2 separate regions of the Pan troglodytes genome follow, and region 2 is linked to region 1. Evidence: chromatin contacts called from public HiChIP or PLAC-seq data. All regions are on one chromosome and are shown on one strand. Each heading gives the region's core, a stretch centred on a gene start, on an enhancer-like site or on the middle of the called end of the contact. The rest is flanking DNA. Distances are from core to core; before and after follow the strand shown. Region 1 holds the start of POLE3 (DNA polymerase epsilon 3, accessory subunit). Region 2 holds the start of CDC26 (cell division cycle 26).

Evidence for each region. HiChIP or PLAC-seq counts read pairs in DNA pulled down with a chosen protein or histone mark.
Region 2: an H3K4me3 HiChIP or PLAC-seq map of stem cell-derived excitatory neurons shows a contact between it and region 1, with 12 times the contacts expected there. The contact joins the promoter of CDC26 here to the promoter of POLE3 in region 1. A contact is called at or near these places in 1 of 7 Hi-C or Micro-C datasets (stem cell-derived neural progenitor cells) and 1 of 1 datasets of contacts at active chromatin or transcription factors (stem cell-derived excitatory neurons).

The regions. Positions count from the first base shown.
Region 1 is chr11:25,030,047-25,033,318 of NHGRI_mPanTro3-v2.0_pri, reverse strand. It overlaps POLE3 (DNA polymerase epsilon 3, accessory subunit), which reads right to left and starts at 1,581. Exons shown (of 4, transcript NM_001246516.1): 1 at 1,461-1,581; 2 at 1,288-1,373; 3 at 843-961; 4 at 1-218. The coding sequence starts at 1,526. The coding sequence ends at 46. It overlaps C9H9orf43 (chromosome 9 C9orf43 homolog), which reads left to right and starts at 1,891. Exons shown (of 14, transcript XM_054658978.1): 1 at 1,891-2,232.
Region 2 is chr11:25,168,315-25,171,775 of NHGRI_mPanTro3-v2.0_pri, reverse strand. CDC26 (cell division cycle 26) reads right to left here and starts at 1,365. Exons shown (of 4, transcript XM_003312239.5): 1 at 1,227-1,365. It overlaps PRPF4 (pre-mRNA splicing tri-snRNP complex factor PRPF4), which reads left to right and starts at 1,430. Exons shown (of 14, transcript XM_009457111.5): 1 at 1,430-1,614; 2 at 2,389-2,569. The coding sequence starts at 1,588.

The DNA of each region.
Region 1 (3,272 bases), core at 332-2,831:
CATTTCAAGTGGTACCTTCCAAGATGACACAGTCTCCCGCCCTTTTCAGTTGTCTACTTCTTCCTCTTCATTCTGTTCTTCTTCTTCCAGCCTTTCTTCGTCTTCATCATTGTCCTCATCCCTGCTCTTGTCTTGCTCTTCCGAGTCTGTTTTTTTGTCTTTGTCCTTCTTCTTTTGCTCTGAGGCCTCCTTCTTGCCTTTCTGCTCCCGCCTATATGCTGTAAGGAGGAAACAAGGGGTTAGGAGACAGCTGAAAGTGAGCCAGACAGACTGCAGGAGCTAATTACATTGTACAATTGGAAAAACGGAGGCAGATGGGCGCGGTGGCTCACGCCTGTAATCCCAGCACTTTGGGAGGCTGAGACGGGCGGATCACCTGAGGTCAGGAGTTCAAGACCAGCCTGGCCAATATGGTGAAACCCCGTCTCTACAAAAATAAAAAATGAGCCCTACGTGGTGGCGTGCGCCTGTAGTCCCAGCTACTCGGGTGGCTGAGGCAGGAAAATTGCTTGAACCCAGGAGGAGGAGACTGCGGTGAGCTAAGATCCCACCACTGCACTCCAGCTTGGGTGACAGAGCAAGACTCCGTCTCAAAAAAAAAAAAAAAAAAAAAAAACAAGAAAAGCAAGACAAAAACAAAAACGGAGGCAGAGAAGGAAAAATAACTTGCTCAGCATCACAAAACAGATCTGAGGTGGTGCCCACCGAACTGGGTCGAGTCACATCAAGTGCTGGCTTACTGGACTTAAAGGGACCCGCGCTGAGAAAGGCTCAGGGCCTGGTGAACAGGTCATACAGGATGACCATCTTCTATGTGGTTTAGAAGACAAGAGGCTCGTTACCTTCCAGAGCTTCTTTCAATGGGGTAACGAACCGCTGGAACTCCATCTCTTCCATGGCTGAGAGCACATCACTGGCATTCAGCGTCTTCCGCTTTCCTTTCATTGCAAAGTTGTTAGCACTGAGAGAAGAGAAAGGCTGTCAGACTCCCTCTTGTTTGTAAGGCGTGAGTGGGAAAAGGAGCACCCAGAGGTGGAACGGGAAAGCCTGCCTCTTACATGTATGGATTTTGGTGTGACAGGGATAAGTCCTTTCCTTCTCTGCACGAAAAAGCTAAAGCAAAGTGATTTTGTTGTGTTATTTTGCTTCAGAACTTGTAAAAACTGGCAGAGGACTGTGAACATGTCCCCACCGAGGGAGGGCACAATCGTTGGGGTTTGTAGGCTCCCGGCCAGCAACTCCCAGCCAAGTATCCCCGCGCCTCCCTTATGCCTCTGTCCCGCTCACCAGGATGTGGCGTACAGCACGAAGACGCTGGCGGCGCGGGAGATGGCGCTCCGGGCCTCCTTGGAGATGTTGACACCGTCCGGGAGCTGCGAGGAGACCGGGGGTGAGCAAAGCTGCCGTTCCAGCACCTGCTTCCCTCCTGCCCGTTCGTCCGCCCCCCCCGAGCTGCTCACCGCCTCCTTGATGATCCTGGTGATCACGGCATTGGGCAGGTTTAGGTCCTCGGGCCTCTCCGCCATTGCCGCCGCTGGGGCTTAAACTCCCCTTCGCCTCCGCTTCAGGGAGCTACTGCGTCCGGACTTCCCGCGTCGCTACGGTCTGACCCTCCGAGGCTTCCGTCCCGCCCCACGTGGCCTACAGTGTCCCACAGTGCTCTGAGCGCCATAGCCTCCCTTCTCCTTGGTGCCCCGCCTCCGCCTCAAATACCGGCGCATCCGGATTTTGAAGCCGCAGTGGTTTTGGCCCGCCAAGGCTTCCATCCAACCCTACCGCACCCCGCACGCCCCTCCCCAGGTCCATTTCTCTGCTTCTCGCCATCGCCGCGTCGGGAACCTTCTCACCAACTTATTTGGCTCAATGGAGCTTCCGTCCGTTTCCCATGGTGCCCTGCGCCGCTGCTGGGTGACGGCGCGGCCGGGCGCAGCGTGTGGGAGACGAAGGCGTGGCTGACTCGGCGGGGCGGGTCCCTTTAGGACCCGAGGCAGGCTCTGGGCCTGCCGGGTCCGTTAATCTCACCGCGCAGCAAGGGGCCACGTTTTACCACTTGATTTAGCAACCCTAAGCGGTTTGGAATCTGCTTTGCTCTCACAGGACCTCAGCCCGTCGTGATCAGATTCTCCCATTTTCTTTTTTCTTTCCTGGAATGGAGCGGGCAGTCTTTTTCCATCTCTACCGAAGTTGATGTTCATCTTTAATCTTTTCGCTCCTCACGCTTTTGTAATAATGGTACTAAGACTGAGTGTTATTTAGATTTTATTGTTGTTGTTTGTTTTTAACGCGAACTATTTAGGCAGCCCAGGGATAATGCTGGCCATATAGAGATGCGCCTGATTAGGTCTCAGGAGTCAATTCGGACTGGGCAGGTAACGAAAGGGCGAGAAGCAGCCTTTTCATTGTATGAAGAATGCAACGTCACATTCGCTTTCAAAAACAAACCGTGTTAAAATTGTATTTATTTTTCAGTTAAATTGTTCATCATACATCTTTTCCAGTTAAAACCATTCTCAAGGTTTTGCAATGGCGTTTTTTTTTGGGTTTTTTTTTTTTTTTTTTTGAGACAGTCTCACTCTGTCGCCCAGGTTGGAGTGCAGTGGCGCCGATTTCGGCTCACTGCAAGCTCCGCCTCCTGGGTTCACGCCATTCTCCTACCTCAGCCTCCCGAGTAGCTGGGACTACAGACGCCCGCCACCATGCCCGGCTAATTTTTTTCTATTTTTAGTGGAGACAGGGTTTCACCGTGTTAGCCAAGATGGTCTCGATCTCCTGACCTCGTGATCCGCCCGCCTCGGCCTCCCAAAGTGCAGGGATTACAGGCGCGAGTCACCGCGCCCGGCGCAATGGCGTTTTAAGTTGTTTTTAAGTTATTTTTATATTAAGTTCGTAGAAATTCTCACTCCCACTGATTTTATTTATTTTTTTAATTTTTAAAATTTCTTGACAGGGTCTCACTCCGTCCCCCAGGCTGGAGTGCAGCGGCACGGTCTCGGCTCACTGTAGCCTCGACCTCCCTGGCTCAGGTGGTCCTCCCACCTCAGCCCCAAATAGCTGGGGCTACAGGTGCGTTCCATCACACCCAGCTAATTTTTTGTATTTTTCGTAGAGACAGGGTTTCACCATGTTGCCCAGGCTGGTCTCGAACTCCAGGGCTCAAGTGATTCTCCCTCGGCCTTGCAAAGTGCTGAGATTACAGGCATGAGCCACCGCGTCCAGCCTCCCACTGAGAATTAATGCTGCTTTTTTTTCCCGTCAAGCATGCAGTCCCAAGT
Region 2 (3,461 bases), core at 116-2,615, 140 kb before region 1:
AGAAGTCATCGAAGCAAGCTGTTCAGTTTGGTTAATAATTTTAGCCTCCTATAAAAATTATAAAGGCCAACATGATAAGCATTAAGTGAAAATGATGGAAGTGAAAACTCCTTGAAAGTATGTACAGATACAAATTATTACACGTATCTAGGATGAAACTAAGGACTGTGAAGTATACAAAGGAAGAAATAGTTCCTTCTCCCATGAAGCTTAGGATACTACAGGTGATATTATCAACACAAAACACTGGCACATTACATTTCAAATTCCTTTGTACTAAATCAGGCATTATCTTCTACCAGATTCCAATGCAGACAAATGGTAGAGAAAGCCAAAGTTCCAAAGAGGGAAAGAGAGGGATAGGGATACCTAAAAGGGGGGAAAAAAAAATCTATACATTTTACCTTTTCTGCAAACTGCAAAAAACTGGCCACTAGGGAGCAGTATAGATTAACAGTTAAAAGTGCTGGCTGTAGAGGTTAAAGGGCACAGGTTTTAATCCCACTACACCACCGATCCTGAACAATTCGTTTCATTTCTCACTAGACCTTAGTTCCCTCATCTGTATCCTACTCTGCTGTTGTAGGAAGTCAATAACGTAATACACAGTAAGCTCTTGGAATATTATTTGGCATTTAATAAATGTTCAATAAATAACATCTATTATTGCTGTAATTGTTCTAGGGGGTTGCATGAGGATCTGGCCAGCTAGGGAAACGTCAATATTTTGAGGATCTCCCACCGCCCATGTGGGGATAAAAACCTTATCCTGTTCGTCTCTAATGCCCCAGCATCCAGCAGGGCAGAGAGACGTACAGAGTTACCTGACACCTTCCTATCCATCATCTTACTCTCAATCTGATACAAAGACCAGGCTGAAGACAAATCAACAAAATCAGGCCGAAGCTCCTCCGCCGGGTCTTTATTTGACTTTGGCACTAGCGGGCTCTTCTAGCTTAATCTCTCGCCGCAGCCCAAATCCACCGCCGAGCCATCAAGCTCAGAGGGGGAGCCTGGGAAGACTTCCGGACCATGGAGGAGAACAGTCCTCGTCCCCTAGCTCCAGGCCTGTACCTCGGAGCCCAGGCAAGGGTTTCTATGGTAACATGGTCCTCGGCTCCAAGAAGACGTAAACGCCCCCGTACGCCCTGGGGGCACAGCGGACCCCGGAAGCCCTTGACTCGCTCCAGAGTTCAGCCCCGAGCCGCGCGAGTCGACTCACCTACCTCTTTTCAAGCCGGCCTAGCCCCTTCCCGGAACCTCGGCTCCCCCCCACGAAACTACTGCTAAGCCAACTGGACTACACTTCCCAGACTGCTTGGAGCCTCTCTCTCCGCAGAACCTCGTCTTCCGCGAGCTTTTCCTGGAGGTTCTAGGCGGGATGCCCCTCAATGCCACGACGCCATTTCCTACTACGACTTCCATCATGCTCCGCGCCGCTCCGGGGGCGGTGACCCCTCTTGGCCCACGTCCTGTCAGTGACGCACTTCCTGTCAGTGACGCACTTCCCCTCTGCTGGGCGCGCGGTGGACGGTCTGAAAGGGAGTGTTCGGATTTCGCTGGGGCCTCGCGGCTCCAGAGCCCAGCATGGCTTCCTCCCGAGCCTCCTCCACGGTACAGAGCCCGGGATCCCAGCTCACTCTGGCAGGGAGCGCTAAGGGGGAAGGGGATCTCTGCGGGAAGGGGCCGTTAAGGAGCGGGAGAAGGCGGTGGAGGGCTGAGGAGGAAGGCTGCGGGACTCAGTGGTGTCCTACACAGCGGACCACCGTTTTCCTGATCCCTAAGCGCTTTCGTGGACTGTAGCTTATTTGCACCTCTCCCACTACAGCCCCAAAGGGCAAGCATCTCTTCCGACTCATCCAGTAACGGTGCTCTGAAATAGGGAAGTGTCTTGGCCAAGGTTTATGCCTTTGGCAGATCTCAGAATTTTAATGAGACCTACTAACTCCTACTACCTCACGTCTAGGAACGTTTGAAATGTATACACTTGTAATGTTGTAACTTGTTATCCTTTAGCACCGCGTTGGTTATTTCATCTATCCTTAGTATTTCCCCAGTGATAAGCAGTAATCCGGGAAGCATAAAACACGAGATTGAACACTTCCAACGGAATGAAGTAAACAGATTCCAGAGCAAACCTTTCATAGGAAAATACCCGAGAGAACCTCACTAGTTTTATTAATCCCGTCAACCAAAGTGAGGGACTGAAACACCCTCACCCTACCCTCACCTCCTCAAATCAATGAAGAACGTCTTAAGTAGTGTCCAATTTGTCCTTTCAATTACGGAGGAAATAGGACTGTGAAACTCAGGGTGAGCTTCATCCTCTGGTGAATTCCGGTAAATTGCCAAGATTAAACCTTAGTTTAATCCAGATCTTTGATTTAGCAGGCAACCAAAACTAAAGCACCCGACGACTTAGTTGCTCCGGTCGTGAAGAAACCACACATCTATTATGGAAGTTTGGAAGAGAAGGAGAGGGAGCGTCTGGCCAAAGGAGAGTCTGGGATTTTGGGGAAAGACGGACTTAAAGCAGGGATCGAAGCTGGAAATATTAATATAACCTCTGGTAAGATGCAAATTGTGAGCCCATCTTTACCTCTTTGTGTAATGAATACCTTTCTAAACTTAAATACCACCAGTTTTATAATGTCAAAAAATTACAATTTTTTTTTTTTTTTTAAGACAGAGTCTCGCTCTGTCGCCAGGCTGGAGTGCAGTGGCGCGATCTTGGCTCACTGCAACCTCCGCCTCCCGGGTTCAAGCAGTTCTCCTGCTTCAGCCTCCCGAGTAGCTGGGATTACAGGCGCACACCACCACGCCCGGCTAATTTTTGTATATTTAGTAGATATGGGGTTTCACCATGTTGGTCTGGTGGTCTCAAACTCCTGACCTTGTGATCCGCCCGCCTCGTCCTCCTAAAGTGCTGGGATTACAGGTGTGAGCCACTGTGCCCGGCAGAGTTTCAATTCTTAAACTTGCAGCTATAAGGCTGAGAGCCTTTTTCTTACAATCTGTTATATAGTTTTTCTTCTATGAGTGAGCAGTCTTATCAAAAATTCAGTGTACATTTGGATTCAGATTGATTCCATTTGTCTTCTGGAGATCTAACATAGTTCTGGCATTGGTTTGCAGCTAGAGTTGTTCATGATATTCTCCCTTTTGAAGTTTTGCAATTATTTTTTACCCAAAGTGAAATCTTTTTTTTTTTTTTTTTTTTTTTTTTTTGTGACAGGGTCTCACTCTCTTGCCCAGGCTGGAATGCAGTGGCATAACCTTGGCTCACTGCAACCTCTGCCTTTTGTGTTCAAGTGATTCTCCTGCCTCAGCCTCCCGATTAGCTGAGATTACAGGTGCCCGCCACCACACCCAGCTAATTTTTGTATTTTTAGTAGAGACTGGGTTTCACCATGTTGCCCAGGCTGGTCTCCAACTCCTGACCTCAAATGATCCGCCCACCT